Regions from separate parts of the Sus scrofa genome. Here region 2 is linked to region 1. The links are chromatin contacts, called in public Hi-C maps. All regions are on one chromosome and are shown on one strand. The core of a region is the stretch at or near the end of the contact, and the rest is flanking DNA. Distances in the headings are between cores, read along the strand shown.

The links. A called contact is a pair of places that touch in the nucleus more often than the background predicts.
Region 2: a Hi-C map of liver shows a contact between it and region 1, with 2.7 times the contacts expected there. The contact joins the promoter of ADAR here to the promoter of PBXIP1 in region 1. A contact is called at or near these places in 1 of 5 promoter capture datasets (fetal skeletal muscle) and 1 of 47 Hi-C or Micro-C datasets (liver).

The regions. Positions count from the first base shown.
Region 1 is chr4:94,835,574-94,842,927 of Sscrofa11.1, forward strand. It overlaps PBXIP1 (pre-B-cell leukemia transcription factor-interacting protein 1), which reads left to right and starts at 1,792. Exons shown (of 11, transcript XM_021089739.1): 1 at 1,792-1,920; 2 at 4,255-4,341; 3 at 6,182-6,308; 4 at 6,565-6,629; 5 at 6,698-6,863. The coding sequence starts at 4,291. PYGO2 (pygopus family PHD finger 2) reads left to right here. Exons shown (of 3, transcript NM_001185175.1): 3 at 1-975.
Region 2 is chr4:95,152,856-95,159,901 of Sscrofa11.1, forward strand. ADAR (double-stranded RNA-specific adenosine deaminase) reads left to right here and starts at 1,375. Exons shown (of 17, transcript XM_021089756.1): 1 at 1,375-1,516. The coding sequence starts at 1,472.

The DNA of each region.
Region 1 (7,354 bases), core at 542-3,041:
TTGCCAAAAATTGGGATATGTGGTCTGACAGACCAGAATATTTGACATTTAGACTGTCCTGGAAGCCTAGACTCTGGTTGTACTGCCTTCCCCCTTGCCCCTGTGTTGCACATTTTTCTCAGCGCTGGTCTTCAACTTTTGGCGCCCTTATTTCCCTGTCTCCCTGGTGGCTTGATGGAAAGAAAGCTTGAAAAGGCGTGGAGCCCTCATACCTCATTATTTCTCCTGATGAAAGCACGCCTGTCACGGCCTGCGGGTTGGGGAGGCACGGCGGGACCCTCATTGCCATGGTACTAAAATCAGTCCAGAGCCTGGATGTTTTTTGCTTCTCTCTTCCCCTGCTATTCTTTGTATCTGCTCGGGCGAGGTCATCTAGTTGTTCCCATTCGTCTCAGCCAGGGTCCTGCGCTGGGCTTAGTTCTTATTTCATTTTTAAAGCACTGCCTGCCAGAGAAGGGCCTTGGTCCTGAGGAGGAGTCCCTCACAGCTGCTCCCTCCCTTACAGCCAGAGCTCACATTCCTCGGTGGGGTGGGGAAGGCAGGCTTGGGGCGTGGCCCCGACGGGAGCCGGGGGTCCCTTGCTGGCCCTTCCCCGTGTGAAGAGAAGACACGGATGCTGCAGAACTTGGCCAGTGCAGCATTCAGCCTTTGAGGCTGTGAAAAAGAAGGCAGCGGCCTCTGGGCTTCTCTTCTCCAGGGTTCTTCCCACCGGACAGCAGAGATGGCACCCCCCTCCCTCAACTTTGTGTTGTGTTTGTGGTTCTGTTCGCTCCTCTTCCATCTGTTGCTATTTTTGTGGTCTCTCCCATGGCAGCATTTTGTAAGGTGGCTCCTGAGGGGCGGCGGTGGTGGTGGGGTGTCAGCTCAATCCCTCTCTCCCCCTCACTCCACAACTTTTTGGAAGCAAGTGGGGGTGGCAGAGATGTGGGGAAAGTTTTGTACGGTTGGATTAATAAAATGACTTTGGAAAATCCAGACTGGAGCCCTTGCTGTTGATGTGTGGGTACAAGGCTGGAATGGGCCAGTCATCCCTGGGCAGGTTGGTTGGGGGTGAAGATAGGTATCCGTGTGTGTGTGGGGGGGTGTCTCTGGAAGTGGGAACAGCAGAAAGATTCAGCCCTCTGGGCTGGCCCTGGTACAAACAGCTAAGCCCAGGGAGGCCTGTGCTCCCTGCCTCTCCCCCCGTGTCCCTGCTGTGAGGAACAAGTTTCCTTTCTGAGCACATTCCTGGGCCAGGCCTGGAGCCAAGCCGGAGCTTTGGCTCCAAGTCTTCAGGGGAGACAACTGTCTTTAGTGCTTGGGGGTTTAGCGCCCACAACCCCACTCCCCAGTTATTTGGGTTAGGCAGCGAGCATAGCTCCAAGGGTGGGATCAGGGGCTGCCCCTGGGTCCGGAAGTTTTCATTTTTGGATACTTTTCAGGCCCCCCTCATCTTTTTTTTGTAAATAGCGGCATCCTTAAACAATCCGCACTGGGGCAGCATGAGAGTGGCCGAAGGGCTATTTCCAACCCGCAATTGGCCACTCCCCTCCCCCATCCTGCAGCTGTCTCTGTCTATCCTGGGACCAACCTGGCCCCTTGTCTTAGAGAAGCCACCCTTTGCCTTTCAGTTTTGGGTCTTGGCTCCAGAAATTCTTTAGACGCTGCTCCCAGGAGGGGAGGTGACAATATTCAGTTTGCTGGCACTCCAGCCGTCCCGCAGGGAGGGGAACCAGGTTGCGGGGCTCTGCAGTTCCCCCCCTCCTTTCCCCTCCCGTGGCTCTCCAGTCTAGCTGTTATTGGCCAAAAGTTTCCGCCCCCTCAGGGAAGTTGACTTTCTATTGGCCGGTTCTAGGTCACATGACCTGCCTTTCTTGGCGCTGTAAAGCTGGAGAGGCAGCAACAAGTTCAGGGGAAGACTGAAGCCAGGAGCAGGATCAGGTAAAGCCCCGGTGAGAAGGGCCCACAGGGATCCCTGTGCGAGGAAGGATAGAGGTGAGGGGGGCCAGAACTCCAGCGGTTGGGCTCCTCCGAGGATCTTCAGAGCTAGTTTGTCGCTTCTTGGCCGGCGGAAGGGGGATCATGGGCGGCCGTTTCCAAAACAGGAACTTGCTTTAGGTCTCCCAGGCAAGTTTTTGCAGCCCTGTGTCATTTGCTCTAGAGATTTGGGGGAGCAACTCTTATGGGGGGTTGAAATCAGCTAGACGAGACTTTCCAGCTTTTTACGGAGGGTGGGAGAGCTCCCCCTTTAGTTGTCTTTTGGAAGTAGCCCAAGTTCCTGACAATCCTTATAGGGTGTTTTTGTTGAATCCTACTTGAATGAAAAGAAAGAGGAGGGGGTGGAGGTGGGTTTTCTTCCTAGAGGTTGATGAGAAGAAAGAGATCTGAAAACACCGTGGGCCAGGGTGGAGATTAGACAGCTGGAGGAACTTCCTAATAGGGCAGTGAGATGCTGGCTTGGGAGAACAGGGAGATCTTTTGGAATCTTGGGTGAACCCAACCAAGGGAGAGAGACCAACAAGTATTTGGAACTCTGAGTGCAGGGGTTCCGGACTGTCTCCTGTTTAGGTCTCAGAAGTGTTTGTCTTGTTGACCCAAATACCTTGCTGGTTTCCATGGAGACAGTGGGTCTGACATCACTGTGGTTACCATGGTGCCTGGTTCTGGAGGACCGGAGCAGGCCGTATACAGCTAAGGATAAACAGGGACTTCAGCCCAAGCTGCTGCCACTTCCCTGCCACCACCTGTTAAAAGTCACACACAGCAACTGAGGATGGGGAGATGATGACAGAACTGTGGGGGAGGGGCTTGAGACCAGAAGGCTGCACAGTGATGGTTCTCTGGATGCCTGTGAAGCCTGCCAGGGGTGTCCTGTGGGATGTGGGGAAGTCATTGCGCCCTTCTCCTGTCTCCTTGTGGGGTGGGTGCATGCGTTTGGAAGGCATAGGTCTTGGGAGACACTGTGAGGTGTCCTTCATCTGTCCTGGGCTTGGATCTTGACGCACAAGGGCCACAGGAGGTTTGTAGGGCACTGAGTAGGACTCACTTGAGCTCAAACAGAAGAGGGCAGTGTGGCGGTTTCCTAGGGTAGAAGTGCCATGCTTGTTCCCCAGCCTCGCTCCTTTTCCCAAGGTTTCCTTTTAGAGTCCTTTACCACTTGCCACCCCTCTCACCCCTCAGCAAGCCGTCATTTAGCCCCTTCTAAAGGATCAGAATCTAAGACTCTAGGGGGTCAGCTCATCTCTCCCTCCACCATTGCCAGCCTGGATGGGGGACAGTCTTGGCCATGGATGAAGGAGTAGGTTACGATCTTCCTATCCTGCCTTGTGTCAGGCTTTGGAAGCTGGAGTAACTTCCCACTGCCACCTGGCCAAGTCAGAGCAGGTTCGCAGGGGGTAGGATCACAGCCCTGATTTTTGTCCAGGCTTTGCAGCCTGTAAAGTGCATTATACATGGTAGTTGCCATAAATCCCTCTTCCCAGTCACCTTCACGTTCTCTACGATGAAACTCTGGAGGTTACTAAGAAGGGAAATGGAGAGTGAGCGTGCCAAGGAGATCTACTAGTACGGGTTAATTCAGATGGAGTTAAGCTGTGCCAGTTTTTCTCAACCTTGGCTACACGTGAGAATCGTTTGGAAGGTTTTAAAAAAGCCCCGTGCCCAAGCCTAAGCCTGAGTCTTGAACCTGACTGTATCAGAATCTTGAGTGATTCCATGTGCAGCCAGTCTGAACTAGACCATATGGAGGACTTGCAGTGAGGGGGAGACTTGGGGCTGAAGGAGGCCATTGAGTCTTCTCTTCCAAGCCCTGGGGGAAGGGGTGGTGATTGTGGGGGAGCCTGAGGTGGTGAAGGGAGGGCTGGATTGTGCCTCACTCTTCTTATTAGCTGTTCATCTTTGGCAAGTCAAGTCAGCCAACTTTCTGGCCTTCGTTTTCCCTGACTATAACTTGAGGGAGTTGACCTGGATTTTTCCCAAAGCCTTTCTTTCCAGCCCTATGCTACTCTGTCCTTTCAAGGTCAGTCCCATCTCCCAGTTTCCCAAGGGCCCTTTTGGTCCCTGGGAGGGGCAAGCTTCACTGTGGCTGTTGGCAGGTTGTGATTTGCAAGGCAAATGCTGCCCAGAAGAAGAGTTGAGGTGTTGGGATCAGAAGGCCTGGAACCAGGCTGGTTCTGGAAGTTGGTACCCAGCCCTTCGTTACAGTTAGAACCCAGCTGAGGCTGCTGTCTGCATCCTGAAGGGAGCTGGGGTCTTTAAAGGAGCCTTTCTCTGCAGGTGGCGGCCTGAACAGCCTCGGGAACCTCTGCAACTATGGCCTCCAGCCCAGACTCGGACAATAGCTGGGTGCTTGCTGGCTCAGAGGTAAGAAAAGCAGGCCTGGGAACCTTAAAAACAGGGTTCCTGCAGGGCTGGACTGCTTTCTGGGGTCTGTCCTTTTCCTTGTCACATGCATCGCCTCCTGCTGGCTGTGAGAGGAATTCCAATGGCTGGGAGAAGTGGGGACCTGGACCATGCCTAGAAAGAAGGCATTTGCTGGCATAAGCTGGGAGAAGTAGGGGCAAAATTCTGGTGGGGAGACCAGCACAAGCAGAGGTTCTGAGGCAACAGTGGGAGAGCTGTGTTAGCTGAGGGGTCCATTGGAGGAGCTGGAGACGTGGGTCAGAGGGTGTTGAAGTGAGGTGGGGCCAGAGCCTGGGAACTTTTTTTTTTTGTCTCTTTAGGGTCACATCTGCAGCATATGGAGGTTCCTAGGCTAAGGGGTTGAATCAGAGCTCCAACTGCCAGCCTACACCACAGCCTCGTCTGCAATTTAACACCACAGCTCACAGCAATGCCAGATCCTTAACCCACTGAGTGAGACCAGGCATCGAACCTGCATCCTTATGGATACTAGTTGAGCCTTGACGGGAACTACCAGCCTGGGAACTTCTGGAAGGGGCCTGAAGGGCCTGGCATAGGCATTCGGGCCTCCTCCTGCTGGGAAATCACTAAAGGGCTTTGAGTGGAGGGAGTCAGGACAATCCCTACCTTGGGCAGAGCGGGCTGCCACTGCATGGGTCGGGTGGGAACAAGGTGAGAGTTTTGGAAGGTCCTACAATTCAGGTTGTAGTTGGTGGGGCCGGAGCCTAGGGGACTCCTGTGCCCCTGAAACCACTGAGAAGGGGGCCAGCAGGCTGGGGGACAGAGGGGCTGGAGCAAGTTTGTCAAGGGCTTGGTGTATTAGCACTGCCAGGAGGAGAGAGGGTAAGGACGTCAGGTTCGAGTAAGCTGTCCTCAGGCTGATACTGGGATGGACACCATGCGCCTAGTCAGAACCTTGGCCTCCTGTTGGGGTGCCTTTGCTGACAGCTGGGGGGCCTCGGGCAAGGCCGTTTCACCTCTCTCTTCCCTTAAAAAGGGAGTTGTGATTCTTGCCTTTTAGGGAGGGGTCATGAGCAAAAAAGTGACTTGAAAATGGTGAAGAAGAGTTCCTGTAGTGGCTCAGTGGGTTAAGAACCCGACTGGTATCTCTGAGGATGTGGGTTGGATCCCTGGCCTCTCTCAGTGGGTTAAGGATCTGTCGTTGCTGTGAGCTGTGGTGTAGGTCACAGACTCAGCTTGGATCCGGCTGTGGCGTAGGCTGGCAGCTGTAGCTCCAATTAGACCCCTAGCCTGGGAACCTCCATATGCTGCAGGTACGGCCCTAAAAAGACAAAAAAAAAAAAAGATGTAACTGGAGTGAAAGCCTGTGGGGGATGTGGCTGATCCTTCGGCATCCAGGGGACTTTGTTCTTTTACCATCCACCCACCTTCCGGCCAGTAACTGAGTTGCCAGTTGTGGGGAGGGAGGCCCTGGCTCTAGCCGGCCTCTCTGGGGTGGTGGGGGGCATCAGGTTTGTAGAGTGATCCAGTGCCTTGGTCCAGTGGTGCTTCTCCATTTAATAGAAGCTTGGCCTTCCAGAGTACCCAGAGTGCCCCAGAGCAGCAAGTGAGGTTTAGGGAATGGGTCAAACACTCTCTGGAGCTGAGATGCCGCAGCACCAGCTGACCCCCGCCCCCTGCCTTCTCGGGCTCAGCCCGCTACTGAACGTGTCATATTCTGGTGAGATGTGTGTTGGGGTCCCTGAGCCATGCAGCTGGTCCCAGGGACCCTAGTGGAGCACCCTGTGCTCTTGCTGTCCTTCCTCTGGGACAGCCCTTCTGCTTGTGTCCCTTCCCCCAGAGCTTGCCTGTGGAGACACTGGGCCCTGAATCCAGGAGGGACCCAGAGCCTGAGAGCGCCCCCCACACCCCTCAGAGCCCCTCCAAGGCAGCTGCTGAAGAATTAGCTGGGACTTTGGATGGAGAAGGTAACAGGGCGCTGCTGGGGGGGCGGTGCAGCCACCTCTCCCCCGTGTTCTGGGGTTTCCCAGTTTCCTTGGGGAGAGGGAGGCTGGTCGGTCTTATTTCCTGCCTTAATGTCAGCTGAAGACCTTCCTCCCTCGTCCCATCCTGGCTTTGTCCTGCCTCTTCCAACCAGGACGGGGCCTGTGGGAGGCAGAGGGCCACGTGGGGTGTTCAGCTGGGGGCTGTGGTATTTTTCCTGAGCCCTTTCTCCCGCCACAGAGACCCTGTTTCAGAGCGGGCGCTCCGGGTCTGGCCCGACTCTGCCAGAGGAGACGGAAGCCAAGGTGAGAACCCGTGCTGGGGGAGGGGAGGAAGGCGGGGACGGGCCTGCTCACGGCTCTGTCTGCATCAGGGAAGCCTGGAAGGTGATGCTTGTGGAATGGAGCCTCCTGGCCCAGGAGACACAGAGGCCCAGGGAGACTTGGAGGAGACCCCCATGGTGGGAGGCCTGGGACCAGACACACAGGACCTGGAGGATCAGAGCCCCCCCAACAGCCTGCCCTCATCTGCCAAAACAGGTGAGAGTCTTCCTTGTCACTATCCTTCTAGAAGACATCCCTGCTGGGCACAGGCCCTAGGACTTAGTGGCTTGGTACCCTCTATATCATTAACTCCTCCCCCGCTTCCCCCAGGGGCTGGGAATAGCTGCAGGAGCTTGATGTGAGCCTGTGGCGTTGGAGGGAGGAGGGTGCTTTTAGGGTGAAAGCTGCTCTTGTAGGAGTTCCTGTTGTGGCTCAGTGGTAATGAACCCAACTAGCATCCATGAAGACGCAGGTTCGATCCCTGGTCTCGCTCAGTGGGTTAAAGATTTGGCATTGCTGAGAGCTGTGGTATAGGTGGCAGACCCAGCTCGGATCCTATGTTGCTGTGGCTGAGGCGTAGGCCGGCGGCTGTAGCTCCGATTTGACCCCTAGCGTGGGAACCTCCATGTGCCACGGGTGTGGCCCTAAAAAGTGCAAAAAATAAATAAATAAATCTTTTTTTTTTTTTTTTTTTTTTTTTTTTTTTT
Region 2 (7,046 bases), core at 125-2,624, 320 kb after region 1:
GCTACTGCCACCTCATGGTCATATCTCTTTCCTTGATCTGCCCTGAAACCAGTGACCCCTCTACAGTGACATTTCACAGAAAAAGAACTACAGATAAAATATGTAAGAAATGCTCAGCCTCAGAGATAATGCCAATAAGGCCATGATGAGACATCACCTAACTCCCACTTCACTGGCAAAAATCAATAAGTCTGAAGTATTAGAGAAGATGTGGATGCTAATAAGGATCGTAAACTGCTATAACCACTTTGAGTATAAATGTGGCACTATCATATAGAGTTGAACACTATCACAACAAAGACCTACCAGTTCCACTCCTAGGTAAATATACCCAAGAGAAATTTTTGTATATTGGCAGCAAAAGGCAATGTTCGCAGCACAGTTGGAAGAAGAGGAGGAGAGGGGGGAAAAAACCTGGAAATTTCATAAATATTCAGCAGCCAGAAAATGGGTAAATAAATTATGGTACACTCACAAAATGAATTGTTATAAAGCAGTAAAAATGAATGAAATGCAGTTCCACTCAACAAGATGCATCGAAGTGCCAAAGAGCTGTGTCCTCCCCCAAACTCGTATGTTGAAATCCTAAAGGACGGTATTAGGAAAGGCTTTGGGGGGATGCTTAAGTCATGAAGGTGGAGCCCTCATGAACAAGATTCATGTTCTTATAAAAGAGACCCCACAGATTCCTTCAGCCAAACAAGGAGAACTCTGCCAATAAGAAAAGGACCTTCCCTGGAACATTCTGGCACCTGGACGTCCAGCCTCTAGAACTGTAAGAAATGTTTGTTTATAAACCTGTGGCATTTTGTTATAGTAGTATGAATGAACTAAGTAACTTAGAAGCATGTTTGTTAAAAGTCCAGAACCTTAGATGAAAGTTCAAACACACACACACACCCCTAATAAAAATACATTGCTAAATAATGCAGGTAAGTATGAAAAGAATTTAAAGCAATATAAAAGTTGTGTAAACACGAGTCAGGATGGAGGTTACTTCCGAGGAGAAGGCAGAGGTAGAGGATGAGAACCTCTTATTAGTAGATGAAAATTATTGGTAATACTTTAGTTCTCAGTTGGACTGGTCAAGTAGCCAGAATTAAAGGTAGTTTTCATTGTAGTTTTTCATTCTCAAAATAATTTAACTTGAAGGGCCATCCAAGGACTACTGATTATAAGGCATTATTAACTAATTTTGTATACTTGAGATCCGTCAAAAAAAAAAAAAGTGCTATCCATATACAGAGTCAAGCCTTCCGGCCCCACTACGTTATAGTGACTGAGGGGTTAGATCAAGGCAAAAAAATGCAGCATCCCAAACCCACCTATCTACTTCCCATCGCGCCTGCAACAACGCCATTAACATATCTCGAAAAAGGCAAGGAGGACAGCAACAAAATCCCTGCTTAACTAGGACGCAAACAAAAGAGAGGGGAATCACGTGGTGCTCCCTCCCACGCCCGGCGCGCCAATGATGTCACCAATCCGCGACCCGGCCATTGATTCCCGGCTGAAGGTAGAGAGGGCTACGTGGTGGGGGAGGGCGGGGGGAGGGTCCCGGCGTCAGTGGCAGCCTCAGGTGTCGGGCTGTGTCCCGGAGAATTACTAGACCGGTAAGAGGATTTTTCCTTTCCCGCCATCACCTTCTGTGACCTGGACGCCCGGCTCGAGCCGCCGCTCCAGTGTCGGACGCCGCTGGAACGGGGACCGCGGGGCGCCCTGGTGGGCTCTGAGGCTGGCCGCGGGGCCAGGTGGGGAGATGGGGGTCGGAGGCAGCGGCGAGGCTCCGCAGGTTTGCGGGGAAGCGGGCGCCGGGGGCCGAGTGCTTGTGTGCGTGTGTTTGTGCTCCCGGGTGTGCGCGGGTGTGGGCGGCAGAGGCCGCGCACGGATGCTCTGGCGCTTGTGCCAGCCGGAGCCTAACAGCTGGGTACCAAAGGCCCTTGTTTCTCTCTTGCCAACTCCCTCGCCCGGGAGAGTGACTGAAGAGGGAGGCTCCTTCAGGTCCGCGCCTTCCTGCGCCTTCTCCCCTGTCTGCATAGGCCGGCGCCTTATCCCTGGGATAACATCCGTCGCCCTTGGCGTGCGGTACACAGGGAAGGCGTAGGCGTCCGCGGTGGAGAGCCCACTGCGGGTTCACGGCCACTGCGCTCCGCCTCGGTCTGGCCCTGGTGCAGGAGGCCTAGTTGCGTCACCTCCCCTTCCTTCATCTCTTTGGCTTGATTCTTGGGCCCCGATAGAGGGTAAGCCTGCCTCAGGTGTGCCGTGTTGCTGTCAGAGTTTGGAAAACTTGCCTTTCAAAAAGGGATGCGCACCTGTCTGTCATTGGATTTTAAACGCAGTAGGGGGGAATCCTAGCCTGTGGTTAGCGGAGGGAGGGAGTAGTCTAAGGTGCTAAGGGAGGAGACTTGCACACAGAGGCCTGCATGGTGGCTGTTGTCAGAGAGGGAGGCCAGATTGCTAGAACAGGTCATTGAGAGCAGAGAATCAGGAGCAACAAATTGTCGAGCAAATGTGAGTGATGATATCAGTTTCTTTGCCGAAGAAGGCCTGTTCCCATCGTTTCAGAGATCCTGAAATCCCTTTTTCATCATTTCATTGTTTCACAAGCAGTGGGATGTGTTTGCTGTATGGGAGGCAAGGTATAGTGTGGAAAGGGGGCATGAACTTTGGAGTCAGGGCTGCGTTTGCCAGCGGTGTGACAGTGAGTGAGTTATTTAACCTTTCTACTCCTACTTGGTCTTATCTACAAAATGAAGATAATTACATCTACCTTGCAGGGTTGTTGTCAGAATTTGAAGTGTCTAGCTATTATTAGTAAGGGCCCATCATCACCCATGACTTGAACTTGCTCCATTGCTGAATGCTTCCCATTGGTACAGCTGCTTAAAAAGCAGGGGACATTTTTGCTGTTCTGGAGGTTTGCTATTCTCCCAGATGTGATAAAGCAGACTTGGGGTGGGGGTGGGGAGACTCAAAACCCATAATCTCTCTACTGTGGACCATGAAATTTTAGAACTGGAAAGAGGTTAAAGCTTTACTTTATTGTCTTAATTATAGCTTTTCTTTGTTGAGCACTTGCTATGTATATGGCACTGTACCAAGCTCTTAACATACACTTATTCATTTAATCCCTCCAGCAACCCAGTGCAATAAGTATTATTCCCATTTTACAGATGGAGAAGGCGAGCTTAGCCAAGTTCCAGACCCTAGTTAATGGCAGAGCTGGAACTTGAACCCAAGGCCCTCAGGCTCTGTGGGGTGTGGATCTTGTTATTTCTCAGCGACTAGAGTCCAGGTGGTATGAGCCTGGTGTGGTGGGGGAAGGGAGGCATAGCAGAGTTTAGAGGGGCAGTATTTGTTGTAAGAATAACATCTCAAGTTGTCCAGTGGTAAATTATCTTTTATTTTGCATTTTACCCAGCCTTATCCAGATGTGAACCAAGATTTGGCCTTTTCACCCAAAGAAAAAGAAAAGGCTCATGGGCACACAGTGCTGGGATCGTTGGGCACATAGTAGGTATTTGGTACATGCTTGTGGAAAGAAGAAAAAATTTTAAGTTATTTGTTATTACTTCTGCCAGAAGGAGACCCACTGCTTAACACACAGTTTCCCTTAAGCTAGCTATGTTTATACTATAACACAGTGTAATATGAACATCTTTCTGATTCATGGATTTAAAGATTTGAAGCTGTGTTTCAGACCAAGATTGGTATTATTATCTGTGACCAACTGATTTGAGTTTTCAGATATGTGAACGATAGGATCTGAGGTTTTGGGCTTCTGTCGTGATCTCTTGAGATGCAGCCAGTTTATTTTCCTATAACATCTGTTAGGACCATAATGGGTACCCCTGCTTGAGTTAATTTTTCAGGAGAGCACTGGATGATTGTTTGGTATCAGGGATAGAGTTCAAAATACTAAGTTTGTCACAAAATTAAATATTTGAGAAACATCTGTGACTGATGTGCATTAATATGGGAATAGTAAATGGGTTTTAAACAGATGGTTTTCTTGGTGTTTTTGATCGGCTCTTCTGTGTTGGTTCTCAGTTCAAAGGTGACTTATGGCAGTATCGTGAGTTACTAGAAACTCACAAGGTTTATATAACCCATCCATGTAGATTATGACAAACTCTCAGTTCCTCCACCCAAGGGGCTCTCTTGGCTGCTTCTATACTCTCCCAGATGCCTTGAAGCCATGATTTCATCATGTTTATCAAACTGAATGGGAGAGACCCTCCAACATAATTCATCCTCCCTTTCCCTCTATACCTCCACCACCACACACAGAGTGAAGTTCTCTCCCCATTAGGGGGTATGTTAATCTAGTTGCAAATGGCAGAAACCTAATGAAAACTAACATAAGAAAAAAAGGGTTATCCCCGCTTTGATCATTTAACTAGGAGGTCCAAATGTGAGCTTCAGGAATGGCTGGATCATGAGGCTGAAATGATGTCATGAAGACTCTCTTGGCTCTGCCTTTCTCTGCTGCTTTCTGTTTATTGCCCTCATTCTTTCCTGCTGTTTTCTCCACACATACTGAAAAGGGTGATGACTGGCAGGCCCAAGTAGTCTCTTCTAGCATTGTAAACCAATCACTGTGGACAAGGAGGTGGGGTACCATGATTGGCTAGACCTGTATCACAGGCCCACGTTTGGAATGGAGTAAAGTGCCCCTCTGTCACTGTGTGGGATGGGGAAGTACAGAGGTCCTTAGGCGAAAATAGCAGATGGCTACTGCAAGTGTGTGTATGTGCACAGGCACATGTGCTTACAGGTGTGCTCGTTTCCCACTTCTTTAAGGCCCTCCAGGGCCTTCCAAATGGAACAGATCCACCTAGTTTTGTTTGTCCACTATATGTTGTTATTTTGTTGTCATTGATCATGTGCTCTTTATCCTTTCCACAACTTTGCATCTGCTCTCTGAGTTGTAAGTGTGTGTGCGCGTGTGCGCCCGCACACGCGCACACACACACACACCCTGTTTTGTCTGCTCAATTTCCTATTGGATTCAGGTCATGCTCCTCTTCTCAGAAGCCTTCCTTGACCTCCATCAATGAGGAGGTCACATCAATCCCTGAGCACAGCACTATTGAGGATTTGATTTTTTTTGTTTGTTTGTTTTGTTTTGTTTCTTTAGGACTGTACCCAAGGCATATGGAGGTTCCCAAGCTAGGGGTCGAATCAGAGCTATAGACGCTGGCCTACACCTCAGCCATAGCAACACCAGATCTGAGCCGCATCTGCAACCTATACCACACATCACTGCAACGCTGGATCTTTAACCCACTGAACGAAGCCAGTGATCGAACCTGCGTCCTCATGGATGCCAGTCAGATGCGTTGCCTCCAAGCCATGATGGGAACTCCGTGGGTCTGATTTCTGTTTGAGAATTGTTTCCTGGTTAGTTCTCCACTTGAGGACAGTGGTGGTCTTTGCTACGTATTTCTTACCTCCTTAGCTAGCATAATTTTTCTTAGCACTTACAACCAATCGACATTGTATATTTATTTGTTGCCTGCCTTCTCACTAAAACATCAACTTCATGAAAACAATGAGGAAAGGTGTTTTTGTTTTATTTACTGCTGGATCTCTAGGGCCTAGGATCATAGTACATGCTTATGCTTATTAAATGAATGAGCGAAAATCTGCCTACGGGGAGAAAATGCTGCCACCGTGTTGATGAGGATTCAGTCTGCATGATAGATACACCTCTCACCGGTAAAGTTTGTAAACACTGATACTGCAGGTCCCATCCCAGAAAGGCGGAAACTCTCTCTCCATGTGCATTTGAACCTGCAGAAGCAAAGGGTCAGGCCCCAAGCAGCAGCCACCTGGAAATTATACCCTGTGAGATGTTTCACCCCTTTTAAACCCTTCTGAACAAGGATAGGTTGTATATTAAGACTTTTTGCGTAGTTTGAGTCTTTTCTTTCCTTAGAGTATTATCTTTAAAATATTTCCTTGGGAGTTCCCATTGTAAAGCAATGGGTTAATGATCCAGCCTTGTCTTTCTGGCAGCGCAGGTTCCGATCCCCAGCCCAGCACAGTGGGTTAAGGATCCTGCATTGCCGCGGCTGTAGTGTAGGTCCCAGTTGTAACTCAGGTTCATTCCTTAGCCCAGGAACTTCCATATGCCATGGGTGCAGCCAAAAAAGAAAAAAAAATGTTTTTTCCTTGAGCTCTTACAATGTGCTAGGAACGGTTTTAAGTCCCTTAGCAACTCATTCTTTGACTGGAGTTTGGGGATCAAGCTTTGTGAACTTTAAAACCTTTTTTTTTTTTTTTTTTCATTTTAAATACCAAAACACAAAAAAAGGCTAATGAGACCCATTTCCTTCCAGCTCATTTGACCCTGCAGAGGTAGGCTACTAATAATAGCTTGGTGTGTGTCTCCAGCCTTACCTTTTCTTAGGCTTTTATAGTCATAGCTACTACATAAAATATACTTCATCTTGTTGTCATTGTTTGGTTGTCACCCAGGCGCAGCCATGTTCTACATGCTGGGCTGCGCCTTGCCTTTTCCATGGCCATTTCAGGCTGCTTCTGCTGTGCCCACCACTGAGCCCCAGGGCCAGCGCCCTGCCTTGGGGAGAGTGGCAGAGCTGCATGGGGGACTAGTAGCCCAGAGTGCCCTTGTCCTTCAGGACAGGGCTGCGCAGGTGTTGGTCTTCAGCCCCCTCCCAGGGAGGCCCCAAACCCATGTCCATCTTCCTGGTTATGATTGTACCTTATCTTCAGGGAACCCTACCCATGCCACACCCACCCCCCAACAGAAAAAGTAGGGGGAATACTTTGTGTTTCTTCTTTTAATACAAAAAATAGTTCTCATGTAGTTAGAGGCTCGAGGTGGGTGGGCTCTTGTTTCACCTCACACTCACCACTCCCAAACATCTGGGCCCCACTTCCACCCAGCTGCAGTACCTTCTCACAGTGCTTAGTCCTCATTTGGTTCCTAAAAAGCAAATACATGTTTACACTGCATCACCTGACCATTTGCCGTGCGTCTGTCGCACCCTGCCCTCCCCAGGACTGGGTATTTTAAC